2 separate regions of the Oryctolagus cuniculus genome follow, and region 2 is linked to region 1. The links are chromatin contacts, called in public Hi-C maps. All regions are on one chromosome and are shown on one strand. Each heading gives the region's core, a stretch centred on a gene start, on an enhancer-like site or on the middle of the called end of the contact. The rest is flanking DNA. Distances are from core to core; before and after follow the strand shown.

Region 1 (2,937 bases), core at 311-2,810:
GAGAAGCTGGGCAGAAATATGAAGCAGCTGCAGGGGGTACATTTACATATTACTCAGTAAAGCTGTGCTATTCATTTTGATCAAATGCTATTTCTTCTAAATTAATTTTGCTCGTTTTTAATTCCAAGCAACTGATGTTAATATGGTGGGTTCATTGGCAGCACAAGAAAAATTTTTTAGTAAACAAGCTCTCTGGCTGCATTTAGATTAAAGTCAGATGTAAAAATTAAAGTATTCAATGAATGAAGGGCCAGACGACTTTGGTGTCTGAAGCTTTTTAACAAATTGCTGCTATTGGAACCCAAATTGCAAACAGGAAGATATTGAAGCATGTCAACAAAAGCAAGGGAGAAATTGAACAATGGAATATTGAGGCTTCTTAAACTTAGTTCTCCACCTGAGTTTATTTTCTCTGGATATTAGCTCACCTTACAAATGAACGGTTTTTGGACTGGAGATCCACAGAAGCATCAGTGGAAGTTTTTTTTTTAAGATTTATTAATTTATTTGAAAAGCAGAGTTACAGAGAGGCAGAGGCAGAGAGAGAGAGAGAGAGAGAGAGATATCTTTCAAGTGTCTGGGTCATCTTCTACTGCTTTCCCAGGCCATAGCAGAGAACTGGATCGGAAGTGGAGCAGCAGGGTCTTGGACCGGTGCCCATATGGGATGCCAGCGCTCCAAGCCAGAGCGTTAACCTACTGTGCCACAGCGCTGGCCCCTGACTCATTTACTTTTGGAATCTCTTTAGGCCCTTGCCCTTTTTTCTTTGGCAAAGTTTTACTCATCTTTCAATACCCAGCCCAAATGTCCCTGATGCTCACTCCTTTATTTCCCTTAGCAAAATATAAACGCCCAACATGAAGGTCACACAGTTTCCTTATTTGTTTATATCAGCATCTTCTACTAGACTGTTCCACCATCTAGAGGCAAGAGTTTTGCAGTTTTTTATTCCCAGTATCTAGCACTGTTTGCTGAACAATGAGTTTATCTTGTCTGAAATCCTTCTGCTTTCTGATCATAAGCTTCAATGAACTCCTTCTGTTTTCTTTTTCTTTCTGACTTCTGTCTCAAACTCCCACACCTAATTCCCAGCTCATGTCTTCTCATCCATTTCCTAACCTCCCCTTCCTCTTGCCTCTGTCCTAAGTCCAATTTTGTAGACACTGCTAGATTCTGTGTAACCTCGGGATGGCTTTGGCTTTTTGTTTTCTTGTAGGGAAGGCATGGTTTGCATTTCAAGACACAGAGTTGAATTGTAGAGGAGGGTGTGTTTTTACAATTCTTGTTGTAGTGGGGTCTCTTGTTGTAGTGCGCCCCAGCACTTAGAAAAGCACTGGGGTGGGACTTGGGTTTGTGGTTTTACTTAGTGCACCTCTAGGCAGAGTAAGGAGACTGGAAATGTACCCAGGCTGGAGAAACGTCCTCACATCTAGCTGCCTACCTGTGCCCTGCCCCCTTCTACCACACATGCCACGGAGGATTTTGTGAGAGGGAGCCCAGGGCATTGACCTAGATGGCTGCACACTGTTTGTGCTGTTGCCCTGGACACTGGGATGACAACTGAACCACTAGCCTGATGCAATCAGCTCACCTGCTGAGTAATGGGTTGGCTGAGAGCCTGCCTTCTCCTTCCTCCCCGGAGCCACAGGCAGCACTTCCTCCCTCTGGAGGTGAGCTGTGGTGCAGTCAGGGACACTGATCTGTGGTCAACAGGTCATTAGAAATGAGGAAAGCGTCGGTTCCCTTTGTCCTGAGACCAGAAAGTCTCCCCCACACAAAACACACACACACACACACAACATAACGGGAGCAGGTAGGTGCTGTCTTCATGCTACAGAGATTGTGTAGGGACCACACTCTAGGAATGTGGACATTCCCAGGCTGGGGACACAGCTGTCAGGCATGGCCCTTTGTCACCCATTTCCCAGCACACCTACTCAGCATTTCTCCATCACTATTAGCTAGCACCAGAAAAGCTCCTGCCTTGTGGAGACAGGGAGCCTCTTTAGATTATGGCCTTCCTTTATGGGTTTTCCTTTTTTTTAAAAGATTTATTTTATTTATTTGAAAGACAGAGTTACAGAGAGAGGTAGAGACAGAGAGAGAGGTCTTCCATCTGCCAGTTCACTCCCCAGAAGGCTGCAACGACCGGAGCTGTGCTGATCCAAAGCCAGGAGCCAGGAGCTTCTTCTGGGTCTCCACATGGGTGCAGGGGCCCAAGCACTTGGGCCATCTTCTACTGCTATCCCAGGCCATAGCAGAGAGCTGGATCGGAAGAGGAGCAGCCGGGACTTGAACCAGCCCCCTTATGGGATACCGACGCTTCAGGCCAGGGCTTTAACCCACTGTGCCCTCTAGGGGGTTTTTCTATCACGGTCAATAAAGGGTGCCCAGATCCTTACAGGCATTTTTTTTTTGCCCAAGTGGCAGGACAGTGAGGGCCAGGTGGTGGGGAAATGTGCAGTCTCTGGCTTTGTACCCCTTGTCACAGTCTCTGCTGGAGCTTGGAGGTGGGGTAGGAGGGCTGAGACCCAGGGAGCCTAGTGCTCCTGGGGAGCTCAGGGGTCCTGTCCCTCATTTGCAGGCCCCTGGGTGTGAGTGTGGCCAGATTTCCTGGACAAGTTTGCTTCAGTGCTTCTGCTAACAGAGGACAGAAAATGCACCCTGTGAGTCTGCAGCCTAAGAGGAGTTTTCCTTGGAAGGCTGATGTTTGCTTTTAAAGTTCTCTTCATGTTAACTTAAAGGAAAACTTTGAGGGAGTTTCCAATTTACAAAGAAATTGTAAGAACAGTGTGAAGAACTAAACCGCCCCAAACTCATCATTTAAAAGTTCACTCCCTACTTATTTGTAGCCTATGAGAACCCCACCTTGGTGAGAACAGTGGAGAAGGGCCTGGAACGGAAGGGCAGGGCCAGAGACTTTGGCTTTTCTCAGGT
Region 2 (3,075 bases), core at 222-2,721, 87 kb before region 1:
TTTTGAAAGGCAGAGTTAGAGAGAGGCAGAGGCAGAGGCAGAAAAAGCCAGAGAGGTCTTCCATCTGCTGGTTCACTCTCCAAATGGCCCCAACGGGAGCTGGCCTGATAGGAAGCCAGGAGCCAGGAGCTTCTTCTGGGTCTCCCACACGGGTGCAGAGGCCCAAGGACCTGGGCCAACTTCTACTGCCTTCCCAGGCCATAGCAGGGAGCCGGATTGGAAATGGAGCAGCTGGGACTCCAACTGGCGCCCATATGGGATGCCAGCACTGCAGGCAGAGTCTTTAATCGCTAAGCCCCAGCACTGGCCCTCAAATCTTTTTTTTTTTTTTTTTAAAGTGGACCAGCAATTCAGCATGATTTGGAATAAAAAGCTGCTTAACCTTCCCATAATCTATACCTTGAGAAAAAGGAACTCTAAAAACGCAAATGTATTTAAGTTTTGACAGTAGTGCTTGTAACCACCTCTTAATTCAGATTTGCACCTGCATTTCTGATTTGCAAAAGATGATGCGTAGAATTTCAAAATAGCAAATGTCAGTTTGGTACAATATTAACACGCGGTTCAGTGCTCTATCCAGTAGAGCATGCTGTCTTGCAAATTTGAATCCTTAACCGTGTCTAATCGTTAGTGCAGTTAACCTACTTTCCTGCTAGGCGAACTGCGCAGTTCCTAGTTACTAGACTTGGAGCCTCTAGTGGCTCCAACTGCTGGAAGCTCCCGCGGTGCGGTACCGCACGTCCCACCCCCGCTTCTCCTGTGAGGGCGGAAGGTCAACGTCTCGGGCTGTCCATCGTACTTATTCATCTGGACCAAGTTCCCAGACCACCTCTGTTCTGTCTTCTCGCATTATTCTCCCGGACCAAGCTCCCCCACCCCGCACATCAGTTCTATCCCTTAAGGTGGGGCGCTGCATTAAGTACTTTGAGAACGTAATGCACACACGCATCATTTCCTTTTACCGCTGTACACACGTCTCCGCCTAAAATCTTTTCCACTTGTCACACTTCTGTTCCTTCTTGAGGAAAAATGAGGTGATATTCAGTTCCCTGCCACAGAATCTTCGCCACTCTCCTAGCTAGGATGTCTTCTGGGTAAAAATAGCTCCCGTTTTTGCTTAAAAAAATAACCGCCGCGAAAATGTTATGATTAAATTTGTGTCACATCCGACGACCGCGCCTAATTACGAAGGCGGGATACATCCAAACAGCCAGGACCTACTGCCCAGAAAGGCTGCAGAGACGTTCTTCGGCCAGGCGGCAGGACCGCCCTTCCCCAGGGACACCATCCGCTCACCCGGGGAAATTGAGGGCGGCGGCTTCTGCGGCCGCCGCTTCCGGATCCGCCCCTCAAGCTCAGGAACTCGGCTTCCCTGCAGGCCGCGCGCGGCCAGGGCGCTCCGCCCCCTCGCGGTGCGGCTCTCCGCGCGCTCCGGGTCCCGGCACAGCTCGGCCCGCGAGCCCCGCCTACGGCCCCACCCCCTAGTTCCCCGCTCCTTCGCCGTCTCCCGCGAGTTCCAGTCCTGGCTTCCAGCTCCCCAGCCCCGCCCTCAGCAGCGCGCGCTCTCCCCGCCCCGCCCTGGCCCCCCGCGTGCGGGCGCCACAGCCAATAAGGTTCCGGGCCGCGTGCGCAGATTCAAACGGCGGCTCTTGAGGGAGGCTGGGCGCGAGATTCGGCGGTGCGGACAAAACCCTGCAGGAGGCTGCGAGCCCTGCACAGCTGCTCGCTGCGGGGAGAGGGCGGGGGTCGGCGCCCGCGGCGGAGCTGCGCTGGGACCTCAGCCGGGAGGCTCAGAGGCGGCCGAAGAAGCTGGCGAGGGGCGGGAGCGTGCCTCCTGACATGTTGGGGGCATCCCTGACCGGGCCGGGCCGGGGCTAGGACACAGCGCTGCGGGCCGGGGGCGGGTCGCGGTCCGCCCCTCAGTCCCTCCGTCCTGCCCTGCCTGGGACTTGGCGTTCCGCTCTCGGCCGCCTCTGGGAGGGAGCGAGGGAAGCCGCTGGGAGAGTCGGGGAGAAGGAGCATTCGCCTGAGGCTGGAGGAGGCTGACTTGCGTCCCCGCCCAGCCCGCGCCTATGCGGTACTTGAAGGATGGCGAAGAGGTCGCGCAGGTGGGTGACATCCCTTTCACCCGGGCCTGTCAGCGCCAACTCTGGCCGGGGTCTCGTTCGTTTCCCGCTGCCCCCCGCACCCAGCTCTCCCCCAGGCAGGGCAGAGGGTTTCCAAGTCGCTGCCCTACAGCCTCTCGGCCCCACGGGGTCGAGCGCAGGGCAGAGTGGGGGACCAGTGTGTGTGACGGCGTCCCCACGGCGCACGTCCCACCTCTCAGCCCTCCCAGCCACTCTTGGAGGGAGGTTTCTTGCCAGGTAAGTGTGTGCGCTTTGAGGGAAGATGCTACCCGGATACAAGTGATCGTGCCCATCCTGGATGCCTCGAAACGGAGTTTAGAGTTCGCTTCCGATCGACTGCACTGTCGAAATAGGAGCTCCCCGACAAACCTGGGCGGCAGCCCCTCTGCCAACTCTGCTCTCTTGAAAGGTTATGGAAAATCCCCTTTTGGGTAGCTGAGGAGGACCTTTGTGTGATGCTTTCTCTAATTACAATGCCCATGTTCATGTATATGTATTTTACATCTTCTGGGAAGATAACACACCGTGGCTACCACCAGCTTGCTCTTAAAACACTGTTTGAGTCACTTGACATTTTGGGCGTCCTTCGTTAACTCTGTATCTAAGTGTGGCACAGAGGTGTTGCACATATTTTGTTGGAAAATGTGTAGAATGAATCATTTTTTTGTGTGTCGCTACAGTAGCTACTCATCAATTATGTGGAGTAATCGCTTCGATGACGAAAATCTGGGATGTGTTTTAAATCTTCAGTAGTATTAAATAAACCTGAAAAGATGTTGGGCAGAATTTCCAAAAGTTTTTTTTGATTTAGATCCACAGCTTCAAAGTCTGAACTAGAGGCGTATTTCCCAAGTTGAAATTTAGTACTGGGAGTACTACATTGCAGACCTCGGTTAAAAATTGGCAATATCTACATATAATATCCTATGTTTATTTTGGTTATTAAGCG

What was found. A called contact is a pair of places that touch in the nucleus more often than the background predicts.
Region 2: a Hi-C map of liver shows a contact between it and region 1, with 4 times the contacts expected there. The contact joins the promoter of MYBL1 here to the enhancer-like site in region 1. A contact is called at or near these places in 2 of 6 Hi-C or Micro-C datasets (ear pinna and liver).

What each region holds. Positions count from the first base shown.
Region 1 is chr6:92,186,839-92,189,775 of mOryCun1.1, reverse strand. No RefSeq gene overlaps it. Among named protein-coding and RNA genes, the nearest start is that of VXN, 33 kb to the right of the region's middle. Within about 2 kb of position 1,560, at least 1 of the 8 cell types and tissues checked has an H3K27ac peak or open chromatin away from gene starts, as enhancers often do.
Region 2 is chr6:92,273,875-92,276,949 of mOryCun1.1, reverse strand. MYBL1 (MYB proto-oncogene like 1) reads left to right here and starts at 1,471. Exons shown (of 16, transcript XM_051844529.2): 1 at 1,471-2,108. The coding sequence starts at 2,089.